2 separate regions of the Gossypium arboreum genome follow, and region 2 is linked to region 1. The links are chromatin contacts, called in public Hi-C maps. All regions are on one chromosome and are shown on one strand. Each heading gives the region's core, a stretch centred on a gene start, on an enhancer-like site or on the middle of the called end of the contact. The rest is flanking DNA. Distances are from core to core; before and after follow the strand shown. Region 1 holds the start of LOC108480792. Region 2 holds the start of LOC108480520 (protein TIC 22, chloroplastic).

The links. A called contact is a pair of places that touch in the nucleus more often than the background predicts.
Region 2: a Hi-C map of leaf shows a contact between it and region 1, with 4 times the contacts expected there. The contact joins the promoter of LOC108480520 here to the promoter of LOC108480792 in region 1. A contact is called at or near these places in 2 of 5 Hi-C or Micro-C datasets (both in leaf).

Annotation. Positions count from the first base shown.
Region 1 is chr1:77,359,287-77,363,234 of ASM2569848v2, reverse strand. It overlaps LOC108480792, which reads left to right and starts at 2,214. Exons shown (of 7, transcript XM_017783892.2): 1 at 2,214-2,663; 2 at 2,750-2,838; 3 at 2,929-3,073. The coding sequence starts at 2,474.
Region 2 is chr1:77,541,577-77,545,524 of ASM2569848v2, reverse strand. LOC108480520 (protein TIC 22, chloroplastic) reads right to left here and starts at 1,870. Exons shown (of 8, transcript XM_017783549.2): 1 at 1,420-1,870; 2 at 1,281-1,343; 3 at 1,062-1,136; 4 at 681-731; 5 at 260-319; 6 at 71-142. The coding sequence starts at 1,797.

The DNA of each region.
Region 1 (3,948 bases), core at 965-3,464:
AAATAATCAATCATGTCATAAACCTTCAAATATTATGATATACAATTAAATTTGAGTCTTAATCGAGCTTATGAAAGCTCTTAAATTGACCTAAGCACAATAAGGATCAAATTGAAACATTTTCAAAAGATAAAGGCACTCATGCAAAATAGGGGACACACGACCATGTGCTAATATAGTCTCCTAAATTTAGGTCTAACATCTAGGCCAGGTTGGGGAGGTTATACTTATAAATTTTTTTAATTATTCAGAAAACCATTTGTCCAAGTTTATCCTAGATTTGGTTTTCAAATAATTATAAAAATATTTATTTTTTAGATTTATTTTTTATTTTTTTAAGTATTGTCATGTCAATAGTGGACCTGATCATGGGTCTGGCTACCTGTCCAGGTTCGAAGGCCCGCCAGAAAAGTGAGAAGGTTTGGGAAAAAATATAGACTCAAAAATCGGTTTGGACAAAATAAAACCTGTTTTTTAAACTGGCCGAGCCTCAGACAAGATTTTTTTGGCATAGGACAGGCCCAAAACTATTTTTTCTATTGTTGTTTACTGCTGTTATGTTGTTACTTTGCTACAATTTCGCTATTATATTATTGTTATTTTACCGTTATTGTTTGGATATTGTATAACTCTTGTTTTATTGTTAATTTTGCTACTATTTTAGAGGCATTTGCTTGCTAAGTTGCAACTATGTTAATGGTATTTAAGTATAAAGACTTTTTTTTAATGTATTTCCAATTTGTTTTGAAACATTAATTTTAATGTTTTTAGTGTATTTGATGTATTATATTTTTAAAATTTATTTTTATATAAAAATAATCTAAAAAATTAATATGGGAGAGCCATATTTAGGCCAGGCTTGAGCAAAATTTTAGGCCCGACCTGGGCCTAGAAAATGGGCCTAAAATTTTACATCGGCCCGAACTTGACCTGGCCCAGCCCATTATCAAGTTTAATCAGCATTAGGTACACATTGCATGTCATGTGTTAGTGTTTGGTTGCTCCATCTGCCATATCAGCACTGAATAGTATAAATGGATGGAATCTTTAATAGAAGAACTAGTTTGTTACTTGATCTTATTTATACATTTGAGTAGAGGGGGCAAAATACAAGCTAACTCATAATATAAGGGCCTTTTTGATATTTTTACCTCTACTCATCCTTTATTTCCATGTCACTAATATAGCAAAATTGAAAAAAGCCAAGTTTAGTTTAACTAGAAGTGCTCATGGGCCAGATCGGGCCATGTAAGGTATCTAGACCAATTTTTTGAACTCGAGCCTAACTCGACCCAAAAAATGAGCTTACTTTTTTGCCCAAAAATAAATATAATAAATATTTTATTGTATTAAATATAATTTTTTTTATTTTTTTATTTTGGGTCGGGTTATTTAGTTGGGTAAGTTTTTTTTTTAAAGGTTTTGAGTGATGGGTTTAATTGTTATTCGATTAGTGATTTACTATAAATATATAATAGTTATTTAACATATATAATTAAAATAATATTTTATATAACATAATATATTCACATGGGGCTGGGCTCAAATTAAAAAAATCTTGCCTAAAGCCCAACTTATATAGAAAACGAGTCTTGAGTTTTACCCAAGCCCTTTCTTTTGGGCATTGTATTTTATCCAAGCTCTCCCATTTTTAGGGTGGGCTTTTATATCTAGACGAGTGATCCGATCTATTAATAGGTCTAACTTTAATGCATGGAGTAATTTTTTAATAGAAGTGTCCATTTGCAATTTTTTTTCTAATTTAAAAAGATTAATTTATCTAATTTAAATAGAGAGGACAAAATGTAATTCATCTACTAATCAGGGGCGAAGCGAAAATTTTTTTTTAAGGATGGCCATATGAAATTTTAATTTTTTATAGTTTATATTCTTATAATTTGTAAAGGATTAAATCAAATTTTTATAATTTTAGGGGGGCCAAAATATAATTTTACTTTTACTAATTTAAAATTTTTAAAAATTTTCAATGACCAAAAATGAAATTTTACATTTTAAGGAGGCCGAGTCCCATGCCAGCCCCCCTCTGACTTCGCCCCTGCTACTAATATCAAAATTTGATGTTAATTTTATGGATTTAAACCTTAAATCTTGTAGTTTTTTAATATTTTAATTTAACCCTTAGGATCAAAATTCTATTTATTTAATTTATTTTATATTAATTTTAATATAGGTTCATAAAAATAATTAGTGGATGTGTTTGATGGATAAAAAGTAAAAACAAAAAAGAAAAACCCAAAGGTAGGCAAAAAGATAAATAAGCGGAAGGTGGAGAACAACAAACGGTTCACTGGTGCGGAGGTTGCCTCCACTCTTATGTGCATTGGAAAGTCGTAGAATAAAGGGAAATTTTGTAGATTATTACGATCTGCTGAAATCCATTTGATCCATCTCTTCTCGGAAAGAAAGTTTAAAGAACATGGTGCGATGAAGCAGTGGGAGAAAGAGATAGGAGATGGCTAGAGAAGGCAGAGGAGCCAAATGGGGTGGTCATGGTTTGGGTTCAGGTTCAGGTTCAGGTTCGGGTCAGTGCTCCTATAAAAGGATCACTGTGATTGTTTGCTCCGTTAACATTGTTATTGCTCTCTATGTTCTTCATTCTCTCTATTCTTCTCTCTACATTTATTCCAACAAAGATCATGATGGTGAGTTTCTATAAGCTTTGCCTCCTTTTTTTTGATAATTTTTCTCTTGATTACTCTTCTGATTTTATGGGATTTGTTTTTTTTAGTTGTAATGCATACATCAGATCATATTAAACAAATGGAAGAATCAGTTAGGATTCGAAGAGCCAGTGAACCTATAGAGCTTGTTAAATTGGTATGCAAATTGCCCTTTGTTTTTTTTTTTTTTCATTTCTTTCTTTCCTGTTTTTGGTGTAGTATTGAATGTTGATATCTGTAAATAAAGGTAAAACGATTAAAGCATGGATTTTCGAGTGAAGAATCAATGGCTGAAGCTGAACTGCCCCAAGCAGTTAAGAATAAGATAACTGATGAGATACTGCAAAGATTGAGAAGCTTGAGACCAAATGCCAGTGTCAGTGAGCAGCATGGTTGGTGTCTGCCTTAATTTCCTTTTTCATTTTCAACTGTTTCAGTTTATAGTGTTATATTATGGTGTAGTTATACATGGATTGAGCATTTCTGATGTTTATGGATAGGTCTGTTTGCTGAAGATTATAATCTTTGCATACAACTACGAAGTTTAGAAGTTCATGAATAATCTATTAATGAATAAGCAGTCTTAACTCCATTCCTATTATGGAAACTTGCAGATGTGTGTTATTACTTGGTTTAGCATGGGGAATATAAGAAATGCAATAACTTACATTGCAGTTTTAGTGCACACAAAATTACTGTGTGGAAACATAGGCTTGATTATTCTGTTTTTCGATAGAAAAGAGTATGGTCGCTACATGTGCTTCTTAGGGATCATATTCTTGATCTTTCTAAAGGCAAATGTGAATCTCTGGTAATTCTAAAGAAACCCATTTTGAAACTTTGTTTCCATCGTCTTCGATGTGTGTTTTTGATGTTTTTCTATGCAGAATACCTCGAAAAGATTTCATAAATGGAGATTTTAGTTCTAAAGTACATATAGGCTGTAGGATTCATGTTGGTTAATATCGATTAGGTAACATATGTTATGGTTTCACCTCCTTTCTTTCATTTTTCCAAGTATTATATTCTTATCGATCCACTCCATCCAATAGTCCGGGGGTGGATGCGCTTTATAACGCAATCCATTAATGGGATAGATAAATTCTTTAGTGTTCCTAAGTTTGAGTTTAAGGCTAGTTACTAATTCATAATTCATAACTTTTTCAATCACTGAAAAAGCATATTATGCATTGTGATTCTTGATGAAGAAAAGTTTCAATTTGTCGGTTAGTAGGATACATTTCTAACTATAACTTCCTATAGAAAT
Region 2 (3,948 bases), core at 621-3,120, 180 kb before region 1:
ATGCATGCATGTACAATTTGAATCTCCAAAACAGACACATAATACACACACACACACACATGCGCGATACCATGATTTGCTGAGAAACACCAGGTCCTCTCGATGCCCTTGAAACCTTTGAAAGTTCTTTTTCAATATCTTCCTACACAATAACAAGAAAATAATAGAAATCATGTATGGTTAACAAATATTTATAAATGAATAATAAACAAAAAAAAAAAAAAAAAGTGTCTATAACAACTTGATGGATCAAGCTAACCTTATTGAAATATATTGGGCAGTAACGCTTGTTTTTCTTCCTCACAACAAGGAGGTCAGACTGTAGAAAGAGGCATTAAAGAAAAAAAATCTAACATTAATTTGTGGTGACATAGAAATTGTTATCACAGTTCAGCTCCTCATGCACTCCTAATGGAAAAACAGCATGTTGGAAGTGGCAATATCTTTCAGTAAAAAACGTTCTGATTCATCAATTTATAATAACACCGGAAGTGTCTCATATTCACAACAAGAAGTAAGGAAAGTCTCTTTATGCTATGATAATACAGAAAAAAGAATTGCGAATGATTCAATGCGCCACTGTGAGTAACCATATACATGCATAAATAAGGTTTTGGTACCAACTAAAAAACCATGCGATACATTGTATACATATATATTGAATAAAATATATAGCATACCTGGAAAACTGGAACTCCATCGAACCCACTTTTGATGTCACCAGATTTCAGCTAATAGATATGAGAAACTATTGTGAGTAATGGTGTAGAATTGCCCAAGTAAGTAACATCTTCACTCAAGTACAAAAGAATAATCATTGTAATCTCATTTGAAGCATAGTTGTCTACTCTAAGTACCCAACAACCAGTCCACATAAAAACTGACACCCAATAATCTTACACCTAAATGAAAATTGAAACATTTTTTCCTTCATTGTGTTAAAATTTCTTAAAAGAAACACAATCTAGATGAAATAAGTCCACTGCATTAAGTAGCAAAGTTCAGCTATTTATGTTCCCTTTTAAGAACAACTTTAAAACCAAATTGCATTAAACACTAACCTCTAGTGCATTCTTTATTTGAATTGGATCCGGTAGAAAACGAAATGCAATTCCTTCAACCTTCAGTGAGTATACCTGTATATATATTATGAAACCAGCAATCATAAAAATCAATATTGTTATTTCCAAATCAATTTTAGTTAATATTTTAAATTTTTTTGAACATAAATGACAATTGGAAAACCGGTAATTAAAAAGAAACAAAAAAAAAAGCGTAACCTGATCAAGTGTAATCGGCACGACTTTAGCATTACTTCTCAGCTCCCTTCTCCGTAATCGAACCTATGAAAAAATAAAATAAAATAAACACAAAAAGGTTCGAAACTTCCTCTAAATTTTTTAAAAAAATTTAACTAACCTGAGCAAGAAAAGCCTCGGCGTCTTCTTGGCGAAAGCAAAGTAAGCCAATAGACTTGGCTCCATTGGGATCAGAGATAAGCACGAACTCATTGTTGGAGTTGCTCACTGTATAGACAGCGGTGCCGGCTAGAGTTTTCGCAACTTGCTCGGGATTCAACGTGGCAGCCGCCGCTACCGCAGCCTTCGGCTGAGAAACTGAGGCAAAGAGCGGACGATGGTGGGAAGTCGCAGAGGGGGAGAAACCGGCGGCAAAGTTGGAGGCAAGACGGTTGGTATGGTGGAGGCGGGTGGCGAGCTCAGCGCCGAGACGGTGGATGAAGGTGGAGAGGGATAAGAGAGGGTTTGAGGGGAATGGAGGAGGTTTTGGGAATTCCATTTTTTTTTTCTGAGGGAAAAAGAAAATGAAGTTATGAGCCTGAAATGTAATTTGTTTTGTTCAACGGACATTTTTCGATGGTCCAATTCGTTATAAGGGCTTCAACCCCATTTCAGTCTATTGGGTTTAAAATGTTACCGAAGCCTACTTCGGATTGACCAAAGAAATTGGGGACTGTAAATTATATTTTCTAATAAATTTCAAGGATCATTTGTGATATTATTCCTTTTATAGTTCAGTTAATATTTTTTTTATAAAATTTATTAGAGAGATAAGAGGAAATGACTTATTTAACCCTCTAACTTAAAAAGAGTCATTTTAACTTTTTATTTAATTTTTTGCTTCATTTAGCTTTTGAAACTTATATTATTTGTCAAATCATAAAAAAAAAGTTAATATTTGTTAATTTTGCTGAAATGACCACGTGACCACATCAACAATTAATTTTTTTTTAAAATTTTAAAAAATTAATTAACTACTGACATGGTATCCATTATGGCAATCCACGTGTATCAGCAAAACTAACAAGGTTAATTTTTTCGTTAATTTTAAGGTGATTTGACAAACAACACAAATTTAAAGGCTAAAAAAGATATAATTAATTGAAAGGCTAAAATAATTTTTTTTTTAATTAAAGAGTCAAATAAATCATTATGTTTTTTATGACAACATATCTTTTCTAAAATATGTATTAAACATTAATTGAAATAATACAAAAACTAATAAAAGTAGTAAGCCTAATATTGAGATAAGAAGGAATAAGCTTACGTTTTACTTATGATAATTCTAAACTTAATCAACCATCTTGTATTTTATTTCTCAAAAATTGTATAGATAAAGAGAAGTTTTACCTTGACATTAATTTTTAAATGGTATGAAGAAAAACATTTTTAAAAGACAAATTCTTTAGGGTTGGGTACTAAAAGAATTTAGAATAGTAGTAAAGGAGCTTATATAAATTCTTTTAAAGTTAGAATTAATTAATTATATTAATAGTTAATTGAATAGCTTTACTTATTTCAAATTGAGTAATCTCGACTAACTAATTAAATTTCAAATCCAACTTCATAATCACAATATCATATAGATTTTTCAATTTTGTATTTTATAAAATGTAGGTATCTATGGCATAATCTAAACATCTTTTTCTTTTCCTTTTTTAACCTTTTTCAATTACTTTGCTGAAGAGTGAAGACTAAACCTAATAATCACTAATAATATTCTCATTGCTCAGTAAGTTATTCATTTTGTGCAGATCAATAAAGGTAAGTTAAAGTGTATGGCTATTCAGGTTTATTTAGAGATAACATATTATACGGTGCGGCTAAGAGTTTTTTTTTAAAAGACGCATTGCATGAAGTAAGATTTTGGAAAACGCTAGTTCCATAAATTATGCGATGCATCTCTTCGTTTTCGATGTAGGTTTTATGAAATGGGAGCATAGTTGAGGAGTTCAAATCAATGAGGGGAATTAGATAAGGTGATTCTTTGTTGCCTTATCTTTTATTCTTGGGATGGAGTATCTAGGACATACCATTGAGAAGTCTATAGAAGTTAATGAATGGCGATCGGTTCGACTGGCTAGATAGGGTCCGCTAATCCCCCATTTGTTTTTTTTCCCATTGATTTAGTGTTGTTGTATGAGGCTGATATGGCACAAGAGAGAATGAATTGTAATATCCTTGATTAGTTTAGTATGTTTTCAGGCCATAGGATTAATGCTTTTAACACATATATTTATTTTTCGCAGAATGTGGGAGAGGTTGATGCAAATGCTACAAGTATTTTCTTGGGTTTTCAAAGGGTGTTAGATCTTAGCAAGTACCTTAGTGTACCATTTTTTCATAATCGTGACAAGAAAAGTACTTTTCAGTTTGTAATTGACAAGGTTCATAGTAGATTGAACGAGTGGGATGCAAAGTTGGCTAGTAGAGTTACTTTGGCGAAATCAGTTCTATATCAATTCTGAATTATTATATTCAACACTCATACCTTTAAAGGTTTGTGAAGAGGTTTAGCAAATTGTTTGTTGTTTTTTCTAGAGAGGGTCATCATCTACAATAAAAATATATTCGGTGAATTGGAAGGATGTATGTCAATTAGAGGTTGTTTTTTGAACAAGGACCACTAACAACCAGAAGAATGTATATG